Regions from separate parts of the Callithrix jacchus genome. Here region 1 is linked to region 2. The links are chromatin contacts, called in public Hi-C maps. All regions are on one chromosome and are shown on one strand. The core of a region is the stretch at or near the end of the contact, and the rest is flanking DNA. Distances in the headings are between cores, read along the strand shown.

Region 1 (5,571 bases), core at 1,730-4,229, 190 kb before region 2:
GCCCATTGCACCTCTTTTTTCCTGAGATGGAGTCTTGCTCTGTCGCCCAGGCTGGAGTGCAGTGGTGCGATCTTGGCTCACTGCAACCTCAACCTCTGCCTCCCAGGTCAAGCAATTCTCCTGCCTCAGCCTCCAGAGTAGCTGGGATTACAGGTGCCCACCATCACACCTGGCTACTTTCTTTTTGCACTTTTAGTAGCAATGGGGTTTCACCATGTTGGCCAGGCTGGTCTCGAACTCCTGACCTTGTTTGTGATCTACCCACCTCGGCTGCCCAAAGTGCTGGGATTACAGGCGTGAGCCACCAGGCCTGGCCCCTGCACTTCTTTTTACATGTAACTGCTGTGATCTCCTACAACTGCCTCCTCAGCAAACTGAGGCCTGGGGCGAGGGCCCATGTCCTTGTCACTCCTTGTCCTCGGCATGGCATGGAGAAGGCACTGCTGCTTTCTTGCTCCACACCGAAAGCTCCAACTTTGCCCAGAGCCACACAGCAGCACATCTTGGAGTCAGAATGAAAACCCATGTGGCTGATTCCAAGTCCTCCCTCACCACCTCACCGCCATATCACAGGCTTCCTGGGTCCCACAGGGAGTGACCCCAGTGCCATGCACACAGTAGGTACACAGCAAATGTTTTCCAGTGGGTGTTTGAGAAGGGGGACAAAGGACTGGTTGGCCCCCTCTTCTGTTCCTCTTCTCCTGACCTTGAATTGCTTGGGCTCTGACATCACTCTACCTGGACTCAGTGCCACAGGGCCCAGCAGCTCAGGCCCCTGGTGACCTCTGCAGCACCCGCTTCACCACTCCCCACCTCAAAGCCAGCACCCCACCCAACAGGACTCTGCTGCCATGGATCAGTCCTCTGGGCCTTTGCCATGCTGTTCCCTCTGCTGGGTTGCTTTTCCCCTCATGTCTTCTATTGATTCCTGGGCTCCTCCTTCAGATCTCAGTTTACTCATTGCTATCTCTGGGGAGCTGTCCCTGAGTCTGCTCTTTTTTTTTTTTTTTTTTTTTTTGAGACAGTTTCGCTCTTGTTACCCAGGCTGGAGTGCAATGGCGCGATCTCGGCTCACCGCAACCTCCGCCTCCTGGGATCAAGCAATTCTCCTACCTCAGCCTCCTGAGTAGCTGGGATTACAGGCACGTGCCACCATGCCCAGCTAATTTTTTTGTGTTTTTAGTAGAGACGGGGTTTCACCATGTTGACCAGGATGGTCTCAATCTCTTGACCTCGTGATCCACCTGCCTCGGCCTCCCAAAGTGCTGGGATTACAGGCGTGAGCCACTGCACCCGGCCTCTTTTATACATAAATAACAAACATTTAAAACATTTTAAAATTTATTTTTATTTTTTTGTTGGTATGCATAGTAGGTGTGTCTTCTGTAGTGTTCATAAAGCCCCGGGCTTCCCTCATTGGGACAATGTCCCACAATATTGGCACCACCCACTTCCTTGTGGTTCTCTCTGATAAGCAGGGAGCTCTCCAAGGATGAGGGCTCCCATTTCCCTTGCCCTGAGCACAGCGCCTGCCTCATGCCCAGTAGGGGGTTGTTGGAAGGAAGGCAGGCAGGAGAGAGGATGTTGCTGGCTGGCTGGATGATGGATGGATAGGTAGAGGGATGGACAGATGATCAATAGACAATGGATGGCTGGATGATGGGTGGATGGGTGACAGATGAATAGATCGGTGGTGGGTGGACAGATGAACAGACAGTAGATGCCAAGGGGAGGGGTGAGCAGGGGAAGGTGCCCCCACCCTGTGCCCTGGTCCTCACCTCCCTGCTGAAGTTCACTTGGTACAGCAGCTCGATCCCCAGCAGGATGCTGACCTGGTGGAATTTCTTGGACACGTTCAGGTGCTTCTCCAGGTCTCGCTTCATCAGGGAATTCAGCATCCGCCCATCAACCAGGTGGTTCTGGAAGGCCTGGGAGTACTGGGACAGACCGATGTCATTCAGCCAGGCCTTGGCCACCCAGTGATGGTCCAGCTCGGCAGCTTTGGACAGGCTGGGGAGGAGACACCACCAGAGAGTGGATGGGTGGGGAAAGGCGGCAGAAACAGAGGGACGGGTGGAGATGCAGAGAGAAGAAAAGCAATGGGGAAGGGGAGGACTGAGAGAGCCATAGAGACAGACATGGACAGGGATGGAGCCGAGAGATCGAGAGGAAAAAAGAGAACAAAGACAGAGCAGAGATGGGGAGAGAGGTGGATGGAAGAGGAAGACAGAGAGAGAGAAAGGGACGGGGAGAGAAGGGACACAGAAAGAGAGAACCAAAAGAAAGAAGCAGAGGGAGATGGAGAACAAAGAGGAAGAGGCAGAAAGAGAGAAAGAGAGGCAGAAAGAGAGAGAGAGACAAAGAGAGAGAGGCAGAAAGAGAGAGAGAGAGACTCAAGGGATCAACAGAAAAACACAAACAAACTGAAGGGAACAGGAAGAGAAAATCCGAGAATCCCACATGCAGATGCAGTGAGGGTGAGAAGGCACAGGGGTGGGGAGCAGAAGGGCCATGTGCGGCGGGAGGCAGCACCTCTGGGGACCCCGCCCCTCTGCCTAAGCCCCCCTCATTTCCCTGGGGGCCTCCACAGCATCCCCAAGACCCATAAAGCTTGGGCTTGGCCTACTCGATTGGCACATCCCTCCCCAGCGCTCTGTGGTCTGTTCCCCTGTTTTGGGGTTGTTGGGTGTCCCTTCAGGTGCGCCAGACAGTCCCGATCGTGCATGAAGAAGGCACTGCTGCCGTCCTTGCTCTACAGATGGGACGCTCTGACTTTGCCTAGAGCCACACAGTGGCCCATCTTGGAGTCAGAATTAAAGTCCACGTCTGGCTGATTACGAACCCTCTGTCTTACCACTGCACTGCCGGGTCTCAGATTCCCCTGTGCCCCACATATCAATGACCCCTGTACCATGTATACAGCAGGTGCACAAGTGCTTGAATTTTTAAGCCGGTGGGGTGTCTGTGCATGGCTGTCATTCCTCCGCCAGCCACACAGTGGCAGCCTTGCAGAAGGAATGAGGACTACTGCATCACACCTGCAAGGGACTGCAAAATGCCCCAGGCTTGACAGGTGGGAGAGCACTGGTCTAAACTGGAGCCACAGGGGGCCACAAATCGATCAGTACATGAAAGGGAAAGTGGTAGGCTTGCAAAACCACTCCACTTTGCTCCTGGGGCAGCAGCCAGAGATGGCTGGGCATGCCACCCTCCTGCTGAGGGTCCTGGGTGGGTTCTCTCTGTCCTTCCTGCCTTTATGCCTATGCATTGAGCATCGCCTGATCGCCCTGCTGGGGTACATGCTGCTATATAATGCGCTCCTTTTCCTTCCTAACCCCTCCCCTCTTTCTCTGGGCACTCTTGGCTCTGTATTACCTATTGCCAGGGCTCTGGAAGGCAACCTTGAGGGAGGACTCCCAAACTCACCACTCTCTTCTGAGCATCTAAGCTCTGAGCTCTTTTCTGAGCTCCTCTTTCCTCTCTCAGCCTCTAACTGCCCTATCGATGCCTCCTGGCTGTCACAGACGTGTCATACTTAATGGCTCAGCTGTTCCCCTTCACTGTCACTGTCACCAGGGGCCCTTCTCTGTCACCCAGCTCCCAAGCTGGGAGCCCGTCCTTGTCTATCAGTCACTCTGGTCAGTGCATCCTCTGTCCCCTTCTCGCCTGTCCAAGCTCTAAGCCGCAGCCATCTCTGGTGTGGGTTTCTGCCACTGTCCCTGACTGCCCCCTGTTTCTTGCCTTAGCTTCCCTTCTATTCCACACTCCCCAGGACTGTCAGGGGGTCCTTTAAAAATGTCAATCTGATTATGCACTCCCCTGCCTAACACTCCATGGCTTCCCTTTGCAAGAATAAAATTGGAAGTCCTTTGAGTGTTCCACGAGGGTCATCCGCACTGACCCTGGCTGACTTCCCCTCTCCCAACGCACATGGGGCTCAGGCTCTGGGGGGCTGTTTCCTGGAGGCACTGACCTCTTCACCCCCCACTCCCCTCCCCAACCCAGGACTCACTCCTCCTCACCCCTTGGGCATCAAATCTCCCTGTCCTCTGAATCTGCGGTCTAAAACTGCCCCCAAGTCTGCTCACTGTCCCTAGCGCTTTCCTTCAACGCTCTAATCACACATTGAATCTTAGCAATTAACTGGTGTGTCCACTCGTTTATTTTCTCTCTTCCCCACCTTAGCAGATAAGCTCTGCCAGTACAGAAACTGTTCAGTGCCAAACAGCGCAGTGCTACGGCACAGTAGGCACTGATGGAATGCTTGCTGGAAGAATGGCTAAGAGAAGGGTGGGCCCCCAGCTTGGCTTCACTCTCCTTCCCTCTGCCCCTTGGCCTCCCAGAACCACTTGGGTCCACCGGGGGCCCCTTGTCTCCTGGCCTGTTCTTCACCCCACGCTCTTCCCCTGGTGAGCTCCTATGGACTCCGCAGAGATGTCTGATCTCCTGGAAGCCTTTGAAGATGCCATGCTGGGTCTCTGCGCCCGAAGCCCCTGAAAGTTCACCCTTCTCTGTGCCATCCCTTCTCAGTTCCCATCCCTGGACCAGTCACACTGTGGTTCACGGCTATGCATCTGGCCAGCTGCCTCACTGGACAGTCAGCTCCTGGAGGGCAGGACTGGGGGTGGCTTATCTGTGAATGTCCAGGGCCCCTTCAGACTCAGAGTTCAGCTCACCAGTGTTTGTTTCACAGTTTAATGTGTGGATGATGGAGCAGGGCTGGGTGGGTGGGGCATTTGCCCCAGTCCACCTGGAGGCCGCCCAGCTGGAGCTCCTGAACTGGAACCTTCTGGCCCAAGACAACCTCCCTTCTAGGATGAAAAGGTCCTGGGGCAGTACCCCTCCCAGCCCCTCAAGGACCAGGCTCAGCCTTGTTACAGGAGGACCGGAGGTGGGGCCCACAGCCCTCTGAATCAGATGCCACTGGGCCAGGTTTGTCACTGATGGAGACTAGAATGGACTCCCCTCCTCTCTGGAGCAAGAGTTTGCTCAGCAAATCAGTGGTGCAACAAGAGTTGGGGTGGGGAGCTGGGGAGGGGGCACCCCACTTAACCTACTCGGGAGAGGCCCATCCATAATCTGCCATCTCCGTCTGCATGTCCACAATTAATGTGCTCCTGCCCTTCAGAAATGTTCTCTTTTCATTAACGTTGTCCCCGTGGGGCCCCAGCTTGGCAATACGTTGCCAGCTGTTGGTTTGAGCTATTTATTGTAAGAGCCCAAGTCGAAAAAAAAGGATGATTTTAAAAGAAATTCAGACATTTTATAAAATTTGTCACTGCCCCGTCCCTGAACTGGAGCCAGATTAGTCTCTGAAATCCGAGAACAGGCACAAAATTTAGATATCGTCTGGGTCATGGCACAGCACGGCACATGGGGGGCTGTTCTGGCTCTGTTATTTTTAGCTCTGGGAGCTTGAACCTCTGGGTCTCTGTTTTTTCCTCTGTAAAATGGGGGAGAATCGTGTTTGCCTCACGGAGCTGTAGGGACTAAAAGAGTGGAGAATGCAAAACCCCTAACACAGGGTCTGGGACACACCTGGTGTTCCATAAATAGTAGGAGGAAGAGCTG
Region 2 (5,561 bases), core at 1,039-3,538:
TGCCCTGCCTGTTGGACTGTCAAGAGCCCTAGATTATTATTTTTTTTTTCTTTTTTGGAGACAAAGTCTTGCGCTGTCACCCAGCCTAGAATGCAGTGGTGTGATGAAGGCTCAATGTAGCCTCCAACTCCTGGGCTCAAGTAATCCTTCAGCCTCAGTCTCCCAAGTACCTAGGACCACAGGTGGGCCACTGCCATGCCCAGCTAAGTTTTAATTTTTTTGTAGAGGTGGGGTCTCACTCTGTTGCCCAGGCTGCCTTGAACTCCTGGCCTCAAGTGGTCCTCTTACCTTAGCCACCCAAAGCACTAGAATTACAGGTATGAGCCGCCACAATGAGCCCCAAGTTATATTCATAATTGTAACAAAAGAATAAAGTCCTTCCTTCCAGGGGCCACACCTCACCTTTTCTAAGCCCGTTTTTGAAGAGTTCACTTCAAGTAGGAAAGTTTCCGCAGAAAGTTAAAATGTTTTACCTTTTATTCAAAATAAAAAGAATAGGCCGGGTGCGGTGGCTCACATCTGTAATCCCAGCACTTTGGGAGGCTGAGGCGGGTAGATCGCATGAAGTCAGGAGTTCAAAACCAGCCTGGCCAACATGGTGAAACCCAGTCACTACCAAAAATACGAAAATGAGCTGGACTGGTGGTGGACACCTGTAATCCCAGCTACTCGGGAGGCTGAGGCTGGAGAATCGCTGGAACCTGGGAGGCGGAGGCTGCAGTATGCTGAGATCATGCTATTGCACTCCAGCCTGGGCAAGAGAGCAACACTATGTCTCGGGAAAAAAAAAAAAAAAAAAAAAAAGAACAGTGAAAATGGTACTACTACTAGTTATAATATTAATGGCAAACATTTACATAGCACTTACTATGTGCCATGTGTTGGGCACTGTTGTAAGAATTTTACATATTAATTTAATCCTCCTAACAACCCAGAGAGGTAAGTGTACTATTATTATCATCCCCACTTTACAGATGAGGAAACAGACACAGAGAGTTTACGTCACTTACCCAAAGTCACACAGCCAGTAAGTGATGGAAGCAGGACTAACGCCCGCATAGTCTGGCAGCAGGGGCCATGCCCATAGTCACGGTGCTGCCTTGGGAATAGTTGTGATTTACTGAGCACTCACCTCAGTCCAGGGACATGCTTTCCAGCTCATTCAACCCGCCAAACCACCCTATCCCCAGGTTCCAGCTGAGAAAACAGAGGTTTCGGGAGACAAAAAGACTTATCCAAGGTGATGCCGCTGGAAAATGCAGCGTTGGGAGTCTAACTGTAAGTGAGCGGTGTTCTCTGCAGAACTGCCTCCTACATCAGGGGTTAGGGAGAATGCGTGCCTGTGGGCAGGGGGGAACAGTCACCTCCTCATTCTTCATAAAGAGGGGGGCTCATAGGGAACCTGCAGCAGCGCCCGGGGCAGGATGTGTCCTCTGCTGCCCCCGGTGGCTACTAGTGGAACTACTTCCCCAACTAGGGCCCTTGGCACTGGGAATCTTGGCACTGTGTTCACCACCGCAGTTTTCAGACCCTGTGTCTCCACTTCCTCTGTGGGATTTAAGAGACACAGAGGGCCAGGGGCCAGCAAGGGGCCCAAGAAAAGAATAACTGACTGTTTACTGAGCACTGCCACCTCTATGCCAGGCACTATGCTGGAGACTCCTTATGTAAAAGTTATATTAATAGCTCTTAACAATGGTATATAATCATTATTGTCAAGAGCTATTGATAGTAGACAGAGCATTTTACACATATTAGCTCATCTAATAGTAGACAGAGCATTTTACACATATTAGCTCATTTTCATCCTCAAAACAACTATATAAGTACTATTACTATCCTCATTTTGTCAATGAGGGATCCAAGGTTCAGAGAGGTTAAGCAGGTTGCCTCAGGTCACACGGCTAGTATAAGGTGGAGCTAGGATTTAAACTCAGAAAGTTCTGGCTCCAGAACCTGTTCTCTTAACCATTATGCCATTATTGGTGGGATGGCAATGGAGCCCCAGCCTGCCATTCTTGAAGGCAACAAAATGATCTCAAAGACTAGGCTGGGGAACAACTTCCAGATTCTTGCTGGGTCAGCTGTGAGGTCCAAGGATGCTGGCCTGGCCTGTCCCTTTAAGGCTTAAAGTGCCCATGTCTCCTAGAGCGCCTCATCTCCCACAGTGGCTACAAGGAAGTCAGAACGTAGAGTAAGAAGCCCTGTGCAATCGTGCCTGGGCCTTTCCTGGGAAGATCTCTGTGCTTCCTGCAAACAGTAATTTGGCATCCCAACACGAAGGGGGTTTTAGCTGCTCAAAGACAGAGCTGGCTTTTCTCCTGTTGGTAGGTGAGAAGAACAAAGCCCAGAGAGGCAGACGTTGCCTGGGGCATACAGCAAATCGAGGGCCAGGGGAACTAACCCAGGTAAAGCCTGGGGCAGCAGCTCTCAAAGTGTGGGTCCTGATCGGCTGCAGCAGCGGCTCTCCTGAGCGTGGAGGAGAAATGCAAATTCTTGGCCCTATCCCAGACCTCTGCCTCAGAAGCCCAGGAGGCGAGGCCTAACCGTCTGTTGGCACAGCCCTCCAGGGGACCTTGTTGCTGCCACAGCTGAGGGCCCCTGCCCTGCCTGGAAGGTCTGCTAGGTCTTCATGCCCTCTGAGTGGGGAGGAAGGAGGCAGTGGAGCATGGCGAGGTCGTGTTTTCAGTGGCTGTGGCGTCGGAATGACATCATACCCCCTCCTCGATCCTGACTGTTTTCTGTACCCAAGGTCCAAATGCAGAGGCCTCCCTCGTCAGCAGGCCACCTGCCTAGGCTCCAGGAGGCCTGTCCGCACACGCCTGCGGCTGCTTTCCCCATAATCATGGGCTTTGCCCGCCTGTCTACCCGCCCACCAGATCGCGGGCACGTCAGCCAGAGCGACTCCCGGCTTCTCCAACTCAAGGCAGAGCACACAGGTCCCCCGTCACCACTGTACAAGCAGATTAGGGGCTTTGGGGCTGCAAGGACTCCCAGCAAGGTTGGGAACGGGCCTCACTTTGCCCTCAGTAGCCCCAGCATGGGCCAAGCCCAGACAGCCAGGCAGAGAGTTCTGGACTCTGGACATCAGAAAGTCACCTTAGCCCTGGCCTCTGGGTTTTCAGGGCAGAAATCTGTAATAGCCCCTAGTCCCAATGGGACTAATTAGAATTTGTTCTAAATTCTTCTTTCCCCAGGATTGTTATTTAAATATCTTTGGAACTGGTTTCAGGAGGCAGATTTGTTGAACAGATACGTAGGAAGGGCTGGCATCTTCCCCCTGAAGTTTCTCATTAAAACAAACAAGCAACACGTGTTTGGGTAAATGTGAAAGGCGCTGCCTTTCTTTCAGCTTTTAAAGACTTGACCTTTGGGAGTGGAATGTTGCTCCCAGATCAGGGGCCCTGTGGAGGGGTACTCAGGGATTCCCGGGATAAAGCGCAACCCCGAGAACGGTGGGGCGGGCCTAATCCCAACTCCCCCCGAAACGCAAGGCACGGGCCGCGGTTTAAACTTGCTCTATGCCCACAGTGCCAGGCACACCACAAGCACACACTCCAAAAGAGTCTCAAGTCTAGCTCAGGGCCTCCCAGTTTCCCGTGCCAACCTTAACAAGCTCCTTCCGTCACTCCAGCCCTCCCCACCTTGCCACGCGTCTCAGGTCTTACTAAAGGACAGTACCCAGCATTTCCTGTGGGCCAGTCAGTATGACTGTTGTCAGCTTGCTTCACCCCCGACCTGCCCTATGAGAAGGCACTGTTCTACCCATTTTAAAACAGAGTAAACCAAGGTTGAAAGAAGGCAGCAGGGCTTGCAGACTGGTGGCCGTGGAGCTCCATCTGGCCTGTGAATGTGGTTTTTTTTTTCCAGTACTCTAGTAAAAAACGAATTTTTAACTGGATGCCTACATGTTAACATTAGGATAACTTACACCAAAAACTTCAGATTTTTAGCTTTCACCTGGCCTTTCCGAAAAGATTAGGCTGTGCATGGTGGTTCACATCTGTAATCCCAGCACTTTGGGAGGCCAAGGCAGGAGGATCGCTTGAGCCCAGGAGTTGGAGACCAGCCTGGCCAACATGATGAAACCCTGTCTCTACAAAAAACACGAAAATCAGCTGGGTGTGGTGGCGTGCAGCCGTAATTCCAGCTACTCGGGAGGCTGAGGTGGGAAGGAGGTATTATCAACCCCCCATTTCATCCCACATGGTGACAGTGTGTCCTCTCACCCCCACTCTGGTAGGTCCCCTCTGCTCCTCGCCTGCTTAGCTCTGGCTACCTCACCCAGGTACGTGACCTGCCTGGCTACTCCAGGCACAATTAGTGGAAGGCAAAGTCAGTGTTTATCCAGCTCTCTGTCAGGTACATCTCATCAGTGCCCACTCCTGGGAGACCCCAATGTGGCAGGTTAGAAAGAGCACTGGACAGGGAGCCAGGAGATATGGGTGCTTGTTCTGTGGGCTAGGTGGCCCTGGGAAGATCCTTTACCCTTTCTTTCTTTCTGTCTTTCTTTTGAGACAGAGTCTCCCTCTGTCTCCCAGGCTGGAATGCAGTGGTGCGATCTCAGCTGACTGAAACCTCTGCCGTTTGGGTTCAAGTGATTCTCCTGTCTCAGCCTCCTGAGTAGCTGGGATTACAGGCGCCCACCACCACCCCCAGCTATTTTTTGTATTTTTAGTAGAGATGGGACTTCACCTTGTTGGTCAGGCTGGTCTCAAACTCCTGACCTTAGGTGATCCACCTGCCTCGGTCTCCCAAAGTGCTGTGATTAGAGGCGTGAGCCACTGCGCCTGGCCGACACTTTTCCCTTTCATGGCCTCAGTTTTCCCATGTATAAATTAGGGTCTTGGATAGAACAATCTTCCAGACCCCTTCTGCTCCTATCAGCTCTAGCACGGCTCCTCCCAGCTGCAGAGCCCACTAGGAAAGTGTCCTAGGGATTCCAGACCAGCCAGGTGCAGGCTTGCCCACCTGAGCCATCCTGTGGCCCTGGGCACCTCCTAGCCAGGGAACTGCTCCAGTGCTGCACCATCAGCACCAGCAGGGGTCAAGGCTGTGTGCCTTCCCAGTGACAGGGTATGGGTTCCATACTTGAAGCAGCCTCTGGCACCTAATAACCTCATTACACAGAGGAAGAGTCCATCAGAGAGGACCGGGACTCCCCACTAGGAAATGCAGGATGCCAGAGCTGCATGGTGGAGCCAGCGTTTCCCCGCCCAGGTCAGTCTAAGGACAAGGCTGCCTGTAGGCACTGGGCAAGCTAGCTGGGTCTCTGCACTGCCAACAGGAAGTGCTCGTTCAAGTCCCAGGGACGTGGAGGGCACGAATTCAATCTCACTTCTGTTTAGACAGACATTCAAAAGAGGGAGAAACTGAAGCCCAGAGAGGGAATGCGATTGCTTAGACCCACAGTAAACCAGTACCAGATCTGGGCAAGGGTTCAGGGTTCCTGACCTCTGTCCTGGGGTGCTTCCCTCGCAATTTAGAACCTTTAACTTCTTGGCCAGGCGCGGTGGCTCATGCCTGTAATCCCAGCACTTTGGGAGGCCAAGGTGGGCGGA

What was found. A called contact is a pair of places that touch in the nucleus more often than the background predicts.
Region 1: a Hi-C map of induced pluripotent stem cells shows a contact between it and region 2, with 2.1 times the contacts expected there. The contact joins two enhancer-like sites. A contact is called at or near these places in 2 of 3 Hi-C or Micro-C datasets (induced pluripotent stem cells and skeletal muscle).

What each region holds. Positions count from the first base shown.
Region 1 is chr7:52,441,774-52,447,344 of calJac240_pri, reverse strand. It overlaps KAZN (kazrin, periplakin interacting protein), which reads right to left. Exons shown (of 18, transcript XM_035252956.3): 13 at 1,779-2,010. Among named protein-coding and RNA genes, the nearest start is that of TMEM51, 59 kb to the left of the region's middle. Within about 2 kb of position 2,979, at least 4 of the 16 cell types and tissues checked have an H3K27ac peak or open chromatin away from gene starts, as enhancers often do.
Region 2 is chr7:52,255,093-52,260,653 of calJac240_pri, reverse strand. All of the region lies in intron 3 of KAZN (kazrin, periplakin interacting protein), which reads right to left. Among named protein-coding and RNA genes, the nearest start is that of TMEM51, 250 kb to the left of the region's middle. Within about 2 kb of position 2,288, at least 3 of the 16 cell types and tissues checked have an H3K27ac peak or open chromatin away from gene starts, as enhancers often do.